2 separate regions of the Mus musculus genome follow, and region 2 is linked to region 1. The links are chromatin contacts, called in public Hi-C maps. All regions are on one chromosome and are shown on one strand. The core of a region is the stretch at or near the end of the contact, and the rest is flanking DNA. Distances in the headings are between cores, read along the strand shown.

Region 1 (2,904 bases), core at 225-2,724:
TCGGGAAGTGTGATGGGGAGTTGAACTCTGGATTCTCCCTGCCTTTGGGTCCAGATCTGTCTGAAAGGAGCATTTTGGTCTGACGTGAATTATTCTTTCTTTGTCAGTTCTTGTGAGAGCTTTATTCAGGCCTTGTGAGATTTACAATGTGAAATCGTACACTGTCTCTGCCCTTAAAGGAAGAGGAGAACTCAGAGTGTGTGTCTGTGGGCTTTCTAGGAGTTGGGAGTTAACCCATTTTGGACAGCTCTCTTTCGTAGATTACCTACATATGGCAGAGAGGAAAAGAGAGACTCCCCAATGTGGAAGGCAGACATTTTGCTCATGTCTTAAGCAGTTTTATTTACAATGTTGCATGTTACAAGGTTGCTTTGGCTTATTTCCACTCCCCATTCTCAGAATATATGAAACCCCAGAGACACTGGTATGTAGTTAGAGATTTTGTTTATGGTTATCTTGCTATGTTGATTGCTTAACCTACTCTTCCAAAAGATTTTTTTCCCATAAATTCAAATTAACTTGAGAATTTTTACATACATCAGGTATGTCTGCATACATATTTCATAAGTACGTTAATATGAAAAATTTAAGGGGGTCTTCTAAAATATGTCATTGGGGGCAAAAATCTCCAGATCAGATTAGAACACACTAGACTTGGTTGCTTTGGTTCACAAAGTAATGCCCAGGTATTTGTGTAGTAGTTTATTGTATTTTAATGAGATGAGAGTTTATTATTTAAAAATTTCAGGCTAGATACCCAGATTTTCACAGCACATTTAAATCTACCACAAAGGGTCACTCATCTTTATTTTTTTTTTTCTAGAATAATATGGTTTGGATGCATTGAAAAGTTTAGTATGTGTTATTAATAACACATGTCCAGCCTAATGTTTTTATTCTTCTGGGCGGGCCTATGCTAGAATTTTCTTCCCCAAGGTGTGTCTGAATCCTGCTAATGCTTTCAGCCTGCAAAGACAGGAAGTGCACACACGGCCACAGCACATGACCCTCCTTCTAGAACACATCTTGAAAATGTTTCGACTGCTTTCTGAGCACAGGGACAATGGCTTATGGTTGGGGGTGGGTGTGCTCTTCTCCTGCCTGACCTTTGGCTTGCTGAGAGATGTGTATGGCTACCCTGGGCTCTCTCAGCTGCTTTCAGGCTGCAGAGAAGGCGGCACCCACATTGGGAAGCAAAAGCTGTCGCAGGCTGCCTTGCCCATGACAGCGTGTCTAAAAATACATCCACCGAGATGCAGGCATATGCTCGCGCCTCGGTGTGAAGGAGCTCTCGCCTGTGTTTCTTGCTATCCCCATCTAAATGCTGGAGCGAGGAGTTAAATTATTCCAGAAGGCCCGCCAGGGTCTGATTTGCCACTGTCTGCTTCCTCGTTGCCTTTGAATGGGACCCTTGATCCAAGGCTTTCAGAGACCAGCCGGTGCTGATGGGGGTCCGTGACTTGGCGGTGGCGCCTGTTTGCTCCTTCTCTGTCTCGAGCATGGTTTTCTATCCTGCCGGGGAGGGCGAGAGCGCTGGGCAGAGGTGGCACCTGACCCGCTAGAACTCCGATGTCACTGCTGTGGCTGTTACTCCCCTCGGCAAGAGTCAAGGCGCACGCAGGACGGTGGGTCACCTCGCTGGCTATTTTGCACATTTCCTTTCTTCTCCTCAACCTTGTTAGGTTTTTTTCTAAGTGCCCAGGGGTTGAGGGGTTTTCCTAGCCCCTCTCTATCCTCGATCTATTCTGATTTGAATCTCTCTCAGGATTTGTAACACTTCCTCTCATTAGGAAAGCTTTGCTAGACTCGCATTCCCTGTCTCTGTAAACAGGGTTTTTTTTTTTGTTGTTTTTTTAATGATTTGTTGTTTTGGGGGTCTCTCTTTTGAATGTCAGCTCCAAATGTCTTAGCTTCTGGGGCTACCTCACACACTGAAACGGTTGTTGAGCTATTGTACCCGAGAGGAGAGGACACAGAAATGGCTCTTTAGAATAATAATCTCAAAAGGGAGATGAGAAAGACCCCAGAGGACAGCCTGTGCTCCTGCTCCAGCCTGGCTGAGAAAAGGGGGTCTCCAGGTGAGACTACTGTCTCCTTTACAGAGTCAGAGAGCGTCAAGATACTTTGTGTCTCATTTAAAATGATTTTAATTCTAACAAGAGGGACTAATGAAAGAAATCCCATTTCCCATGTAGGAGAAAGGAGAGGCACAAAGCACACATATGAAGGGCTCCAGAGCACACCATTCCTCTGGAAACCGGAAAGTGAGGGAGAGCGATTGTTACCTAGTCTCTCTCTCTCTCTCTCTCTCTCTCTCTCTCTCTCACACACACACACACACACACACAGAGTTTCAGAGTAGCAGTATTTCTGTGTCCTTGGCCACCCAAGGCAGTGCATTGTTTTTCCAAAGGTTATGTGGAGGTTTTTGTAAAACGAAATAAAAAAAAATTATTTATTTTATTTCAGACGGTGAGTAAGCTCAGAATGCATTCAGTACTAACCAATACAGAATACAGACATGCCCAACATAAGCTGTTATTCTCCACGAGCAACCAAACACCACAACACACACACACACACACACACACACACACACACACACACACACACACACACACACACACCCTCCCCCTCAAACAAACAAACCCAATGTTAGCCAAAATCCAGACTGCCTGTAAATCTTGAAGTGTTTTCCTCTGTGGAGAAGAATGAACCTCCCCGGATGCTTTTCTGCAGCTGAACATTTTCTATTGCTTTTCTTCTCTGCTCAGTCTCCCTTGCCTCTTTCTTAGGAGCCACTGAGACAAAGAACAGTTACTTTTAGCTCCTCGTATCAGCTGGCTAAAATGGAGAAAGGATCAAATACGCTGTAAAGAGAGGCATTTTTGGTTTTAGTTCAGT
Region 2 (2,905 bases), core at 138-2,637, 320 kb after region 1:
GGGAGTATTGGTCAATTTTCAGGAACTTTAAAGCAACTGTGATGGATGTGGAAAGAGAGATCGATGGAGAACTATCAATAGGGATTTCACTGTGAAGATGTCATTGCCACCGGCTCACTAGTCCCTCCAATGACCGCAATCTGAGCAAATTAAAAGGGGGAGCATTATTTCTCATGTAACAGTGGAAATAATAAATCAATCACATACTCTCACAACTGAGGAGATCAGTCTCGGAGGTCAGGGACAGATAATATTGTTCTGGGTGAATGTCAGAGGTGTCTTACCTGATCAACAATCATGATCATAGCTTTGGTGTGCCATTGCAGATGAGCCTAACAACACTCTTTACGATAGACAACCAGACCAAGTTCCCTTTCCATATGAGAGGTGATACTCAGAGTCAGACTGTATACAATGGCCTAGAAGCGTGCAGGTGTAATCCTGGCTTATTGTTCCGAGGGTAGATTGTGTCTGCCTGTCCTCATCCTTCAGGAAACCCTCTTTTTGTTGGTGCCCCACCCCCCCATGGCTTGATGCTTGCATGTCTGTTCTCCTCGGTAAAACTTTAGCCCTGAGTCAGCATATACTCCAGGGCTTTCTTGAGTGATATATGATGTGGCCCTGGCAGGTCTCCAGGCCTCTCCAACTGATGCCACCTAGAGCTTCTTGTCATTGCCCCCATCAAAAGGAAGCTCACAGACAGGGGGTGAGAAGAAAGAAGTAATCTGGGAGCTGCCTAAACAAATGTATACTGAAATTCCAGGCAGCTGTGCAGCCCACCCCAATTTAGGATAATTCAAACTTTCTTGCTGAGTTCACTGGTTATTTGTTGACCATCCAGCCTGGTGTCGTTGCAACAACGCTCCAGGGAGACTTTTAATTTGTATTTGATTTTTGCTAGATCTTCTTTTTTGTCTTTTTCTCCCCTGATTATTGCATTCTTTGCTCTCTCTCTCTCTCTCTCTCTCTCTCTCTCTCTCTCTCTCTCTCTCTCCCTCCCTCCCTCCCTCCCTCCCTCTCCCTTCCTCCCTGCCTCTCTCTCAAGTTGTTTGCAACCTTCTCAACCAATTAACTCTCATATTCTACTTCTAGTATACCTAGGAGCTTGGCTCTCATCAGAGTCAGGGTTGGTTGTTGAAGATGCTAGTAAAGATGCAGGTGCAGCCCAATTTGTGACCAATCCATCTCTTTGTTTTGGCTTTAGACCTAGGGGAAAACAAACAGTTCCTTGGGTCCTCTCTCTGTCACTGCCCATGTGATTTTTCCCCCCCTGGCTACTTGGGGGCTGAGCAGGGTAGCCGCAGTAAGCATTCATTTCTCTTCCTCTGTATGTGTGAATGCATTACGTCATTCCAATGAGATCTAGGCTTCAACGACAGACTCTCCCTGCTGGCTTGGCTGTGTTCTCGGCTCTGCAGACAACAAAAGATGACAGGTTGTAAGTTCCCACGTCAGAAGAGAGCAACTGGCTTCTGTTGGCAACCTTACTTGTCAACTGGCAGCCCCAAGAAACAGGCTCTCTGGGTCATATAAGGACAGGCAGGGGCTGACAAGTTTGATAGAAGAAGAAGAAGCAAGGAAAGGGTTGACTACGACATCAGAGCCTGACAGTGTCTCATCTCCCCCTCCCCCACACACATCCTCTTCATTGCAGAGTTTATGCCCATCTCCATAGCCTGGCACTAGGGCGCATTTATAAGAGACAGAGTAAGTATTTCCTGACTGTAACCCTAGAGAAGAACTTGGGAATGGTTATGTGTCACCTAGTCAGTAAAGAACTCTCTCCCTTCTTCACCAAACCTAGCCAGCTTGATGTTCTCTGTTACTAATGACCAATAAGAATGAAGCCTGTTCAATTTAATTTCTTTTTGAATGCAATGCTTATTTGAAGTCCAATAGAGCCAATCCAGCGAGGATGTGGATCCTATACAATCCCTAGCTTGGTTTAGGAGACCCTTCAAGGAAGCCTTTTACTTAGGAATATTTTTGGATTTGTAAGAAACTTGTGACAACGATATAGAATTCCTATACACACCATGCACCTTGTTCCCAGGCCAGTTCTACTATATGGCCACTTTTGAACAAAAGGCAAGCTTTTAGGGAAAATTATAACTGTCCAATGTGGGGGGTCCCCTCTCAAGTCCCACCCACTGTCACAGCACCTTTCTGCTTCTGGGATTCCCAGCTCAGTGTGGGAGCAGATTAAGCAAATCTAATCTAGTGCTATCCTCTGGGTTTTAATCACACGTTTCCCTATGGACAGCCCAGCTAGCCTGTGGATTCAGACCAATCTGTATTGGAAATCTACACTGGGGGAATCGTCCTCTCCGTACTTCCACCAGAACAATTGAAAATTATCCACTTCCCTCCTGACTTAAGCTATAAGCCATACCTGTTGTGCATCCTTTCTAGAGCCTCTCAGAGCTCTCTTCGCTCCTCCTGCTTCCCAGTGTGGATTTCTGCAGCTGCCCTGGGACCTGGATCTTAAGTCTTTCCTCCCTAGCTTCCGTCTTCTGCACCATCAACCAGACCTCACCCCAACACTCATTTCTTGCTTGAGATAAGGCCTGCTCATATCATGACCTCCATGTTTTGTATTGTAGGTCCAGAAATAAACATTTTTCATAATCACTATTCCCCAAAATGAGGTCTAGAGTCATGTCCAAGCCCTTCCAAACTTGTCTAGTCTACAAGCACTCAGCACGCTATTTTTTACATAGCAAGCATTAAGATAACGTTCAACATTTATGTGATCATGTTTGTATAGACATTTACTGCTAGCTAGTCCCAACCTCTATCATTGAAGGACATATAGACAAATAATAAACTCTACATTAAAGCACTCACAATCAGCTGAAAAAGCAGTAAGAATAGTAGTGGGGGTTTCTGGGCATGGAGAACAGGT

Evidence for each region. A called contact is a pair of places that touch in the nucleus more often than the background predicts.
Region 2: a Hi-C map of cortical neurons shows a contact between it and region 1, with 2.4 times the contacts expected there. The contact joins the enhancer-like site here to the promoter of Mir100hg in region 1. A contact is called at or near these places in 1 of 39 promoter capture datasets (the SN4741 cell line), 1 of 484 Hi-C or Micro-C datasets (cortical neurons) and 1 of 115 datasets of contacts at active chromatin or transcription factors (forebrain).

Annotation. Positions count from the first base shown.
Region 1 is chr9:41,375,052-41,377,955 of GRCm38.p6, forward strand. Mir100hg (Mir100 Mirlet7a-2 Mir125b-1 cluster host gene) reads left to right here and starts at 1,475. Exons shown (of 5, transcript NR_131928.1): 1 at 1,475-1,625.
Region 2 is chr9:41,699,469-41,702,373 of GRCm38.p6, forward strand. The region is part of intron 2 of Gm35835 (a long non-coding RNA gene); the gene reads right to left. Among named protein-coding and RNA genes, the nearest start is that of Gm35835, 37 kb to the right of the region's middle. Within about 2 kb of position 1,388, at least 25 of the 459 cell types and tissues checked have an H3K27ac peak or open chromatin away from gene starts, as enhancers often do. A contact at or near this core is called in cortical neurons, where this site is marked.